Regions from separate parts of the Gasterosteus aculeatus genome. Here region 1 is linked to region 2. The links are chromatin contacts, called in public Hi-C maps. All regions are on one chromosome and are shown on one strand. Each heading gives the region's core, a stretch centred on a gene start, on an enhancer-like site or on the middle of the called end of the contact. The rest is flanking DNA. Distances are from core to core; before and after follow the strand shown.

Region 1 (6,001 bases), core at 1,909-4,408, 49 kb before region 2:
CGCGGGAGTGCGAGTGTGTGCAGGCAGCCCTGAATAATACCCTCACAGCTCCCTCAGGATCCTATTCATACGCTTGCTTTGGTTTGGTAATACCATCCGAGTGATTATAATGTGGAAAATTCAAACTGCTGCAGTATCTGACTGAATGATTAGTGGAATACATTAAATTGGTGTTTTCATTTGATCTTGCAGCTCCGTTTGCCAGCAATGCATGTTTGGTGGAGAGGCTAGTTACTTTTTATACGTGCATCCATGTAGGTCACTTAATAATTCAAAACTTTGCAGTCATTTTGAGCTTTTAAATCCTCTTTAGCCTGCTTGTACAGCACCATGGGTGGAGTTTACTGCATAATTGGTTCCACAGTGCCACACAACTAATCAATTAATCCTTAGAAAAAGAACTGAATCGCATCTCATCAGGAATTGATTCAGGCCCATGAGGAAAGCATTTCTTAATCCTATTAGAACTGCATGCCCCAACAGTGAGAGACTATTCTTCACAAATGTGTAAGTGCATTGACTTCCACTGAATGAGACCAATTCTTCTGCAGTGCCCTGATGTTATGAATAAAGCATTGTGAAATTATATCTGATGCAGCTGTGGGAGAGTTTACTCATTTCAGGCTCTGCAAACTGTTCCATGTGTGCATGCATAATGTGTCATATAAAAACTGACGAACGCGATAACTCACCTCTCGTAGTGTCTCCGTGTACACGTGGCGGCACTTGTGCTGCTTGGGTTCCCGCCCAATTCATCGTATACATGCTTCCACTGCCTGCGGACCGTGATCTGGAGGGATGGTTGAGAGGGAAAAGGCGTTAAGACAAAGAGCAAAAAAAAAAGAAGAATGAGAGACAGAGAGATGAGTGCAGATCGAGGAAAAGAAAGAATCGGAAAAAGGAAAGTGAAAACAAAGAGAAGAACACTAGTGGTTGAGATCATTTGGAGGTCTGGGGGAGTTACTGAGTCATGATATTCCAGTTATTGAATCCTCAACACTCAATTCTCTAACATAATAAGCTCAGTTAACATCATGCAGTCAGTTGTTCCTGTTATAACCTCTTATCCCGTAATATAGATGACGAGCTACAACACAAAACACAAAACTCCGAGCTGCCACAGAGCCAACGAAGCCCGGACATAAAAAACGTGAGATAATCAGCTGCAGATACGAGGGTTTAAAAGGATACGAGCCACAATTATATGAGCTGGATCCTGTTTATAGTCTGGTCTGGCTGTCTGTTTCGATGACATTAAACCAGGGAGCTAATGAAGAAAAAGGCACGAGCAACACACTTGCCAACTCGAGATCAAACATTGACTTCACTTTGGAAACACGTCGCCCATGAATGAAAGAATAAACGGCAGGTGGGGCGGCCGAGTTAAAAGCCTGCGCCTCATACATACTCGTATGTGCATTTCACTTCATCCCCAACATGGGAAGAGATGAGCGATTTGACCAATTTCCTTCTGACCAGGGCAGAGTAAGTGAGAGAGGGGAAGGGAGTGTGTGTGTGTGGGGGTGGGGGGGGGGGGGGGGGGGGGGGGGGGTAATAAACACACAGAGGCAGGGAGAAGGCAAACAGAAAGAGGCGGAGATGGAAGATAGAAGGGGGGTCAACGACAGGGAGGGAAAATGTCCCCACACATGTGAATACTTACTAACTCATATCCTCCTAGTTTCTGAGCAGCTTGAAACATGGTCCAAAGGTTGACTGTGGGAGACAGAAGACACAGCAGTCAGAAAGGGAGCTGAAAGACATGACGTCACACACAGTCATCACACCGGAGACAGTATTTAGATCACCATACCAACATAATATTATGTAGAGCGAAATTCATGGTCGGTAATAAGGACAATATCTCCTTTCCAAACGCAGCTAAATAGAGTTACATACTATATATCATACACAAATATCAAAGTGTTGTACTTTAACAGGACAGACCGATATATAGATAGCGGGACAGAAAGATCGACAAAGGCTGAAGGATAACACATAATATCATTCTCCCATTTTCCCACAGTCACTGCTCTTCAGCTGAAAGGATGCCAATGAATATTGAGCACTACGCCGCTATGTGACAAAATAGAGAATATGCTTCATCCCGACCAAGAGATTTGTTAACCCTCAGACGCCTGCAGGTATGAATGAGAACCATTACCAGCATCAAACGCTTGGCAATATGCTCAAACTTCTGTTTGAACTAATGCAAATTCATTTGCATTGATTTCCCCATGCAAATACTCCGTGACAGGCCATATCAAAATACAAGGCTTGTGTAACATTTGACTAAAAATAGCCATGTAAGTTTTCAGAAAGGCTTCACATGGCTGTCTGTCTTGTGAAAGAAAATGTTTCCCTGCAAACAAAGAACCACAAGTTCATCGGAGCCTTTTTTTTTGTGCCAATGACATTTGTATTTGCTCTCTGTAACATCATTGTTTAACATTTTTATATCAAGGCATATAAATAAGAAAAGGAGGCCCTCGCCTGGGGAGAAATCCATCAAAATTCAATCTGTGCGTACACAAAGCCTTGCATTTGTCAAAATGACATTTTCCTATCTCCGCATTTGACAGCATTGATTTTTTTTTTCCCTTCCCTCCTCTCTGCTACCGTTGTCAATGCACGGGTGGAATAACAAAGGGAGCTGGGTAGGTTTTTCTGTTTGAACTGAGCACTCCGGCGTATTGTGCTTTCCGACTGTAGAAACAGAGAGATGGTCTATTTAACTAGCTTGTTATGCACCGACAGTAATTACCACAATCGCACTCGGGACACAGAGGGAACAGAACAGATAAAGGAAACCAGAGAACATGCTTTTTCTTGGATGTCTTGTCATTAGCAATTTCTTTTCTTAATTCCCCTCTATTTGGCAGCAGCAATTATCACCGAGATAAGGATGACAAAACAGGAACACAATGCAGCCTCGATGACACACCGACGGCATGGCAATTAGACAACACGGCTAAAAGAGGGAGACAAATTGGAACTGATGTTCACAATCACATGCTGATGGCCGAGCGCTGAAGCGCACACGTATCTGGACTTGTCGCACAATCTTGCAGATCAAGGACATTCAGAAAATACAATGTAACCACAACTACTCCCGTTCCATTCTTCCTGAATCCACTCTCTCTCTCTCTCTCTCGCTCTCTCTCTCTCTTTCTGTCAGCTGCACCGCACGACTTCAATGGCGGCAGCTGTAGAGCAAAGTCAATATTAACCAAGCGATGAAAAAAAGGGACAGCAGCTTACATGAATAAACTGTAGGACAAAACTGTTTTCCTCTCGAAATGAACTGCCGCTCACATGTAAAAGCCAACTATGTCCTGTCGTTCCCTGTGATTCAGTTGGAAGTGGGATTTCAGTCTGAATGGGTGCACTGAAGTGATTCAGAGGTACATATTCCTCTTTGTCATTTCAAAGAAATCTTTGCCAACGACTGCTGAATGCAGCCATCTTGAGGCATGTTAACACAAGCGTAGGGGTATAGTGAAAAATATCTGCTACAATGTTTATAATCAATGTATTATTTAAGCCGATTTTATAACTGATTGGCATGATTACGTTGTTTAAACTAATAACTGACATTGAAGACTATATTTGTTAAATACTCAACTAAACGTGCATAATAGGTATTAGCTCATTTTCCTTTTTTTTTTACATATTATTATTCAATTATTATTAAAGGTATGGAGTCTTTGCTCAAAGATGTTTCATGCACACAAATCCTGGAGGGAAATATAAATTCAGCATGAGCGCGAGGCGGGTGAACAGGTGGGAATTGTGTTAAAAAAAAATACGTTGTGAGCCAATCGATGTAAAGAAAGATTGCAGTGTTTCAAAAAAGCCATCAGGTGAAACGCCAGAGCTTGCAGACGAAGAGGCATAAATAGTCCATGTTTGGATTCAGGTTTTTTTGGAAGCGAATCAAATGGCGCAGCCAACAAAGCATGTGGGTAATTCTGGTAAATCATTCAACCATCTGTTGCTTTGTTAAACTCTGGAGAACTTCATAAAAAGATTATTACTCAAACGCAACTAAAATAACACCATTTTAATTCCCCTTACAGGAAAGCGAGTTCTTTGATCTTTTAATGCATTTGTAGCGAGTTTAAAAGGAGGAATATGAGACGAGCGACTGATTACATCCAAGGGTTTGTTGTATTAATTATGATGTGTTTTTTTCCCTTTTTTCCCCTCCTCTTTACATACGCTGACGTGTGCTCGCTGCCAAGGACAAAGTTTAAACAGCATTTCACCATCTAATGAGGTCCCTGCTTATGATGTGTCCGGGTTTGAGATCCAAAGCGTGCACTGTATGTAAAACAGTTGGCGCGCGGGCCTTTCCGACTGAAACACGGTGATGCCGTCTCCCACCCGGCACCCCGTCTCTCGCCACGCCTCCCCTCGCTCCTTCCCTCCGTCTCCCTCAACCACAGTGACCCATTTAAGCGACAACACGTCGGCAAGTCGGGACGACGGGATTGTCAAAGCAACGGCGGTTGGGGTTAAGCAGATTCGAGGCGCCCGCCGCTCACCTTCGTGTTTGGAGCGATGGGTTTGACTGGGCCATAAAGCGCCTCTGTTAAATTCAATGGACGTCTCTCTCCCCCTTCTGCCTCTCGTTAATTCGCTGTTGTCGTCGTGCTACATTCTAGGCGTCTTTCGGGGAATGAAGACCGAGGGAGGGCATCCGAAAAAACAGTTTGATGGTGCGAGCCCGCGTGACTCGCGTCGAAATGGACAAACACAAAACGCAAAAAAAGCCGGAGACCTTTGTGATGTTGTGATGTTCACGTGCACGTTTCTCCCCCCTGTGCCGAGTGCAAGCTAAGCATCCAGACCTATATTGGAAAATCTTTCATCTCGGGCCGACGTGTTTAGCATACATGTGATGTCTTTTAAGATTGTTAGAGGACGTTCTTGGTCTTCACAGAAACCCCTTTGACAACTGTGAGAAGATATTCTCTCCTTGTATGAAAGCAAGACAAAAGAGGCTCTGACAGGAAGCCTCCAGAGTCTTTGACTCACAACGGAATGTGATTTCTTTTTTTCTCAACACAGAGGTTTATTCCTTTGGTTTATCATTACTGCATATTCAATCAGCTTTTACAGTTTACCCGCGGTGTGATTTAGAGATTTTGGACGTAATGCCTGCAGTAGTTGGCAGCCATCTTTACTTTTATTCCCTCTGCAGTCTAATATGGATATTTAGAACAACGTCTGTCCTTGAGTTGACTGAGCGAGCAGCTCTTGCGTTCTCCTGTTCACAACAGGGAGGTACTATAGTTAATGTGGACGGAGATCTGGAGGAAAACCCACACGGCGTTTTTCTCCCTGCTTGTGTAACTATTGTACGACTGTATGACTTACAATTTACTCTGTGCATATTCACTCTGACAACATTTATTTCTGCCTCTTCTGGTTCCTACACGTGTCTTTTACTCTGATATCAGCCCAGGTGTGCAATCTAAATCTCCAAAATAACCCATATATGCATCCAGGCTGACTTTACTACCAGGGCTCGGAGTGCCCAGTTGGTTTACACACCACCAGTGAAGGAACAAGTGGTGCTACTCACTCTGTTTGAAGCCGAGGAAGGGGATCCTCTCTATGGGCGTGTCTCTGTCTTTCATGTACTTGTAGAGCTCCACTAAGAAGGCCTGCTCCTCCGCTCGGCTCTCCTCGGATGTCTCCTCCTCTTTGTTTTCCTCCCTCTCGTTCCTCTCCTCCTTCTCCCTTTCCTTCTCCTTCCCTCCCTCCTTTTCCTCAGCGGAGGATTTCCTGCTGAGGCCGTGCGCCTTGTGTTTGGCCGAGGAGATTTTTCCGTTGGGGACGATTTTACAGTTAGGCTTGACCTGCAAAGAGAGAGTGTGTAACTTTAGACGCAAGTGAAGCCCGTAACAGAGCGCTATGCACATGATGTCAGACAGTTTGGACGAGACGCCTTCAGGATGAAGCGCGGATACATTTTACAGGCAGCCTTATTGGT
Region 2 (5,859 bases), core at 2,382-4,881:
ACACTAAGATACAAAGACAAATGGAGCTCCCTCCACACATGGACTTAATAATTAACCCAGAGCAAATGGAATAAACAAATAAAATAGATAGATTTATAAAAATGTCTTTGGACATGTTCACCTAAATATTCAGCTGACACAGACCCGGAGTACTGGGTTTATTTCCGTGAATCACTATTTCTGCTTCGAGCCGAAGCTGGCTGCATTTAAAAAGGAATTGACCTCCAACCCTGTGACAGAGGAAAAACAAGCACAGTAGGTCACGGGTCGGTTCCTCTCGTCACCGCACAGCGCAGCGAAACATGACAACACAGCGCAGGAGAGGCTGAGAGCAAACAAATACCTGAGAAATAAGCAGGAAATTACATCATACCTGAGAACACAAGTGAATCAGTAACCGAATACCAGCGAGCGGGTTCAATATACGGCTATTCGGAGGATCTGAAAGAGTTGTGCCGTTGGATATTTGGGGGGGATATTGTGAGTCAGGCTTAGGATAACACCATATGAGACGCGACCTCAGAGGAAAGGAGAAACACGGCAATACTCGAGTTGTTTACAGGTTGAACATTTGAAAAAAAACGCTGCTTCTGTTTTATGTGTGTGTGAAAATGAACTGGATCCAAGAATAAATATCGAGAGGCCCAACGACACCAAGTTGTGGCTTTACCCCACGATGTGCTCTTCTGGCTCTGAAACCTTGTGAAAACAGCACACTTCCTGACAACTGCGCGTTATCAAGTTCATATCTGTGCGATTAACCATAAGCACCGTTGAACTGCTGATTCTTGAGTCAGTCACTTACTGTAACTCCACAGCACATTATTCTGTCTTCATACACCAGCAGAACGCTGAAGAAAAATGACTGATGTGAGGTTTATAAACTCCACTTCCCCCCGTGCAGCTATAAATGAACTCTCTAGTGTTTACGTTTTAAAAACAAATAATCTTTACGCGCATTCATCACTCAGGCGCGCAATCTTAACAGCCACTGACTTTTACTGTCACATGTTTCTTTCTTTTTTTTGTGAGGCCGGTTTTCTCTTCGTGTTTGTTTTTTGAATTATGGGTTGCATCTGCTATAGCTGACTCACACAGTGCAGATTACTGTTGTGGGGCAAAGTCAGCGAGAATGTGAATGGGCTCAGTGAAGGTCATAAACTGACTTGAAGTTGTCAGGGCAATTTCCGCTGTGTAATACAGTAAGTAGTCCGATTTGCTGAGAGCAGGAGGCTTGACAGGCCCTTTAATTGAGATCAGAGAGCAGACACCGATACAATTAAAAAATACATATCATATTATTTCATAGTCCGGTTTATTCTATTAGAAGGCTGCGCGTAAGTGTCACGTGGTGCTCGCAGGATCGCGTGCTTTGATGCAAACGGCTGCATAATTCATGCTGGTAGAGCTTTTATTTGTCTTCTGCTTGTTATTAAAGACACAAACTACAGCAGCTGCGTTTCCTCTGGGAATCCGTCTGTGTTTTCTTCGTTCTCTGAGCCGTCGCAGCCCTTCCTCTTAGTCAATATAATATTTTCCACATAAACCCAAATGGACTGGAATGTGAGCACTGTGAAATGCAAATAGGTCTCCGGGTTAAAAAAAAAAGGGGGGGGGGGCGGATCTGACGTGTCGTTGCGCAAGTTTGGCCTCAGAACCGGCGGTGCGTGCACTCACAGTAATTATTAAATAATAATAATAATAATAATAATAATAATGATAAGCGAGAGGAGCGACAGCAGAAAGTCTGCCGCAGAGACGCCGGCTCGCCCCGTGCGACAAGACCCACAGAAAGATCCACCTTCCTCGCGAAAGGGGAAACGTGATCGCCGCTCTTGTTACTCAAGAGGAAAGAATGTAAGTAAAGGCATCGGCAGGAAGACGCGAGCACAAACACGGCTTTGTCCCTTCCCCGTAAACAATATCCCGAGCGGCGCGCACAATCGTTCCCATCCCGCCGCGCAGTGATCACAGGCGGGGAGGAGGAATCCAAGTGCCGTGTGGTCGCAGGTTTTTCTTGAGGGGGGGGGGGGGGGGGGGGTGTATATTCGCAGGGAGGAAAACAACACTGCGTTTGTTTGTTTTCTTACAGCCGATGAGAAGAACTCTCGGTATCCGAGTTGATGCCAGCGAGCGCAACAATGTAACCGGATCACTGACCGCCACATACGGCCACAGTCAATCATCAACTATCGCCTTCACTGTGCCAACAACGGCCGCGACGTAACGCCTCTTCTTCTTCTTCTTCTTCTTCTTCTTCTTCTTCTTCTTCTCCTCCTTCTTCTTCTTCTTCTACTTCTCCTTTATAAGTCACGTCGTGGAGGATGAAAGAGGTCGTAGTCGAAACGTGTCGGCGCTGGCTGCGCTCCGCCACGCGTTACGACTCTCGTCTATTGCAACACCAGGCGGCATTAAGAAATATCCAATAACTATCGCGGCGAGCGATCTGAGCCGGGTTGACCCCCCCTTCCCCCCCCCTCCCCATACGTTCATTACCGTTTCGCAATTTCCGCCCGCATGTCAGCATTTGACACGGTTTAAACCAACAACATACACACACACACAACAAAAAGAAATGAAATGACAAGAGCCCGAGCGCAGGATTCTTGCGGACCCCCCCCCTTTATAACGCAATTAAGCCCCCATAGAGCGCCGCAGCGGTCTTATTGACCGCAGCTGGACAAGTGCACATTCAGCAGTTGACACCACAATGGGCTGATGGGTTAAAGTAAAACCAGGCAACAAATACAACAAATAGTAGGTCAATCATTTAGCTGCTCGGGCGCATCGATGCCGTGCACGCGTCTATGCGAATGTCCGCCGCCGAACATCCACTGGCGGCTCTTAATGCAGAAAAAGATGCCGTTAAATAAAAATTTTAAAAAAATACTCGAGAACCAGCGAGAGCAAACAAATCGTCCATAAAGTATGCGTTATGAATACTAGTCCTACCTCTCCGTGGATGACTGTCCGTCCCTGGGGAGTATCCTCTGGTAGAAAATAAAGTTTGGAGCTTGATAAAAGTTGCTTGCTTGTTCTTTCTTCCCAGAGCAGCTGAAGCTCCGCTATGCAAATAGGATCCTCCGGTTTACATCTGACGAAGAAGAAGTCTCCGAGAGACAGAATCCTCGGTTTGCCGTCCCGGTTAAATTTAAAGGCTTTATAGAATATATATGGTCCATGTAAACCGCAAGACGAGCCCACCCACTGTAGAGGAAACAGAAAGGGAGAAATCAATGAATGGCTTATTAACTCATTTGGTAAACAAATCGTGTCACACAAACGTTTCAAACATGTATGCGTAAATACGCACGTCTGGCAAATATCACATTAGGACATCGCAGTTTTCCTGCATCATCATGTAACTATGTTTAATGTTCAACATATGACACAGATGCGGTCATGCCAAAGGAAATGTGTGCAAAGTTTTGTGTATTAGGTACCCGAGTACATCTTACAGTATGCGGCGATTAGCACAACGCGAAAATAACACAAATAGACGGTTGATAACAAACGTTACCTTCAGTGAGTTCGGCTCCATCTCGACGTTATGAATTGATTAAACTCAACACGCTCTCCAAACTTGCTGGCTTGAATGGATCGCGAAGGTCCTGCAAGGGACATATTCCCGTGGAGTTTAAATCCTCGTGTTTAAGTCCAATAAGGGTGCGGGAAAAAATATGTTTCGTGCTACATAGACTGATTATCATATCGTGAAAGTATCTGTATTCATGTATTGAAATAAAAACATTTTTTTAATGTTTTGGTGTGAATTTCCATTAGACGGAATCGCGTGCCGGGACAAAATTTTCAAATATAATCATATTCACTAATAACGTTCAAGCATACTTAGACGGTAATTGTTTTTAAAAAACCCAAATGTGTTTTGGGGGTAGTGATTTTCCCCTGTACGCTTCATTTTAGCTCATATAGAACGATTGTGGTCTTTCCTGAGACTTTGTGTCTTCCAGGACTTGTGTAAAAGACGTTCACTATGAAAGCACATTTCTCACAGTAATGACACTGAGGCGCTTGCTGTGGATGCCTTCAAGAAACAATGTTACATGAAAGTTAATAGGGCTATCAAATGATTCCTCAAAAGGCAATGTGGGCACCCGTTAGGTGGCGGTTTCGCTCTGAGCGGAACTTGCAAATGCTTTACAGCTCGGGCGCGCGGCTTCGGTTTAATGCTTAAAATAATGGCCCTTTTTTTGTATTTTTGAGGCGAGGTGAAAAGACAAAAATTGGCCGAGTTAGAAAGCGGGGCGTCACGAGACGGAATCCACAAGGCGGTTCATTAAGCAGACATAAATCATCTACAAGACGATGCGCTGACCTGGCGAAGAAAGCGGAACACATGTGACACGGGTTTACACGTTTGCACGGTCGAAGCCTTTTATGTAATTATGTCGATTCATATTTATTGGCCTCCCAAAACCGGGCGATAACAACGGCAATAAAACACCAATATTAAGCCACGATTGATTAAACACAGCTACGATGTTTGGACAAAGTTACACAAACTACACGGTTCCTATTTACACGTGTGGACCCATTGTCCTTTCGCTCTCCGCTGCTGAATGTGTCAGCTGAATTTCATCGGCTGTCTGGAATAAATAATGCGTGGTGTAGTACCGGCTCCATCCACACGGCCGTGCTGTTTCCCCGCCGTCTTCCACCCGCTGCCCTGCAACGCATCCACCACTCAGATCACAGAGCATTGCAACAGCGACGTATAGGCCTACTTCTGACACCAGCTATTTCCAGTACACTATTACGCAATGCGCTTTTTATGACGGCCGGCGCGTGCAGGCGCATTAATCCACATCTAGTTAAATTGTTTTCCTGTGTACCAAATGGTATGTGTTATCGCTATATATCTGCTGCTGTGAATGTCTGTCTAGATAACATCTGTGTTATCTTCAAGACGTATGTATTATAGATCAGTTGAGAGCAGGCTCGTCATTTCATTTCTCTAAAATACCACCAGTTCCTCTTCACTGCTCTTTATTCAAAGAACATGATGTATCACTATTAAAATAGCTGGGGCAATGTTCCGTGACGCTTTGATATTTTAAGTGCAAGTTTAGTGCATCAGTTTGGAGAAAATAAGTGGATTACACAGATGCTGGTTGTCTTATATGCGGCTGCTGCAGTATTGGTATCGTGGAGGGAATCTCATACAGACCGCGACTCTTAAGTGTTATCTCTCCTGATTTCTCTCCCAGCCTTTTTCAGCGGCGGAATCAATGGGGTTGCATTGTTAATGGCCGCCACTGTAATGAAGTCCACGGTTAATCAATGGCACCACTAGAGCTCGACTAGAGCCACTAGAGTTTTCTTGTCAACAACCCGATACGAGGGCAGCGACTGCAAAGTTGCGGTGCGGATGTCGAAGCCAGTTGGTGTGAGCGGGAGCTTCACGTGAGGACTCAAAATACTGAGAGCATCTTCTCAAGCCGCACGCTTAGTGTAAAGTCGACATGTTCGATCTCATCTGCTTCTCTATTACCTCGGCATGTCTTTGGGACCAGATAAGATTCCAACAAGGACGTCACAAAGACGTACAGTCATTTACAGGGTTTATACTCCTGAGTAAACTCAAAACATGGAAAATAAATACATTGAAACAATAAGAGTCAACATGCAGTAAGCCTGGAGACAAATGAGTAGCTGGAGAAATACACTGTGCATAACGTCGTATAACAGTTTAACATGAATTTCCGGCGGACCAGTTAGAGCTCAAATTGCTTAACTAAATCGGAAAGTATCCGTCTTTAAGTCCAGCCACATCTGTGGGTCTGGAAACTTGCAGGGGGAGTTTTTTTTTTCACCTCAGACTGTTTACATTTTCAAGCT

The links. Hi-C and Micro-C count contacts between places; a contact is called where the count stands out from the background.
Region 1: a Hi-C map of liver shows a contact between it and region 2, with 4 times the contacts expected there. The contact joins the enhancer-like site here to the promoter of arid5b in region 2. A contact is called at or near these places in 5 of 6 Hi-C or Micro-C datasets (blood and trunk muscle, liver, skeletal muscle and 1 more).

Annotation. Positions count from the first base shown.
Region 1 is chr6:16,081,473-16,087,473 of fGasAcu3.hap1.1, reverse strand. It overlaps arid5b (AT-rich interaction domain 5B), which reads right to left. Exons shown (of 10, transcript XM_040178722.2): 6 at 5,591-5,867; 7 at 1,664-1,716; 8 at 693-790. Among protein-coding and RNA genes, the nearest start is that of rtkn2, 23 kb to the left of the region's middle. Within about 2 kb of position 3,158, at least 2 of the 9 cell types and tissues checked have open chromatin away from gene starts, as enhancers often do. A contact at or near this core is called in liver, where this site is marked.
Region 2 is chr6:16,033,005-16,038,863 of fGasAcu3.hap1.1, reverse strand. It overlaps arid5b (AT-rich interaction domain 5B), which reads right to left and starts at 3,631. Exons shown (of 10, transcript XM_040178722.2): 1 at 3,521-3,631; 2 at 2,953-3,207. The coding sequence starts at 3,541.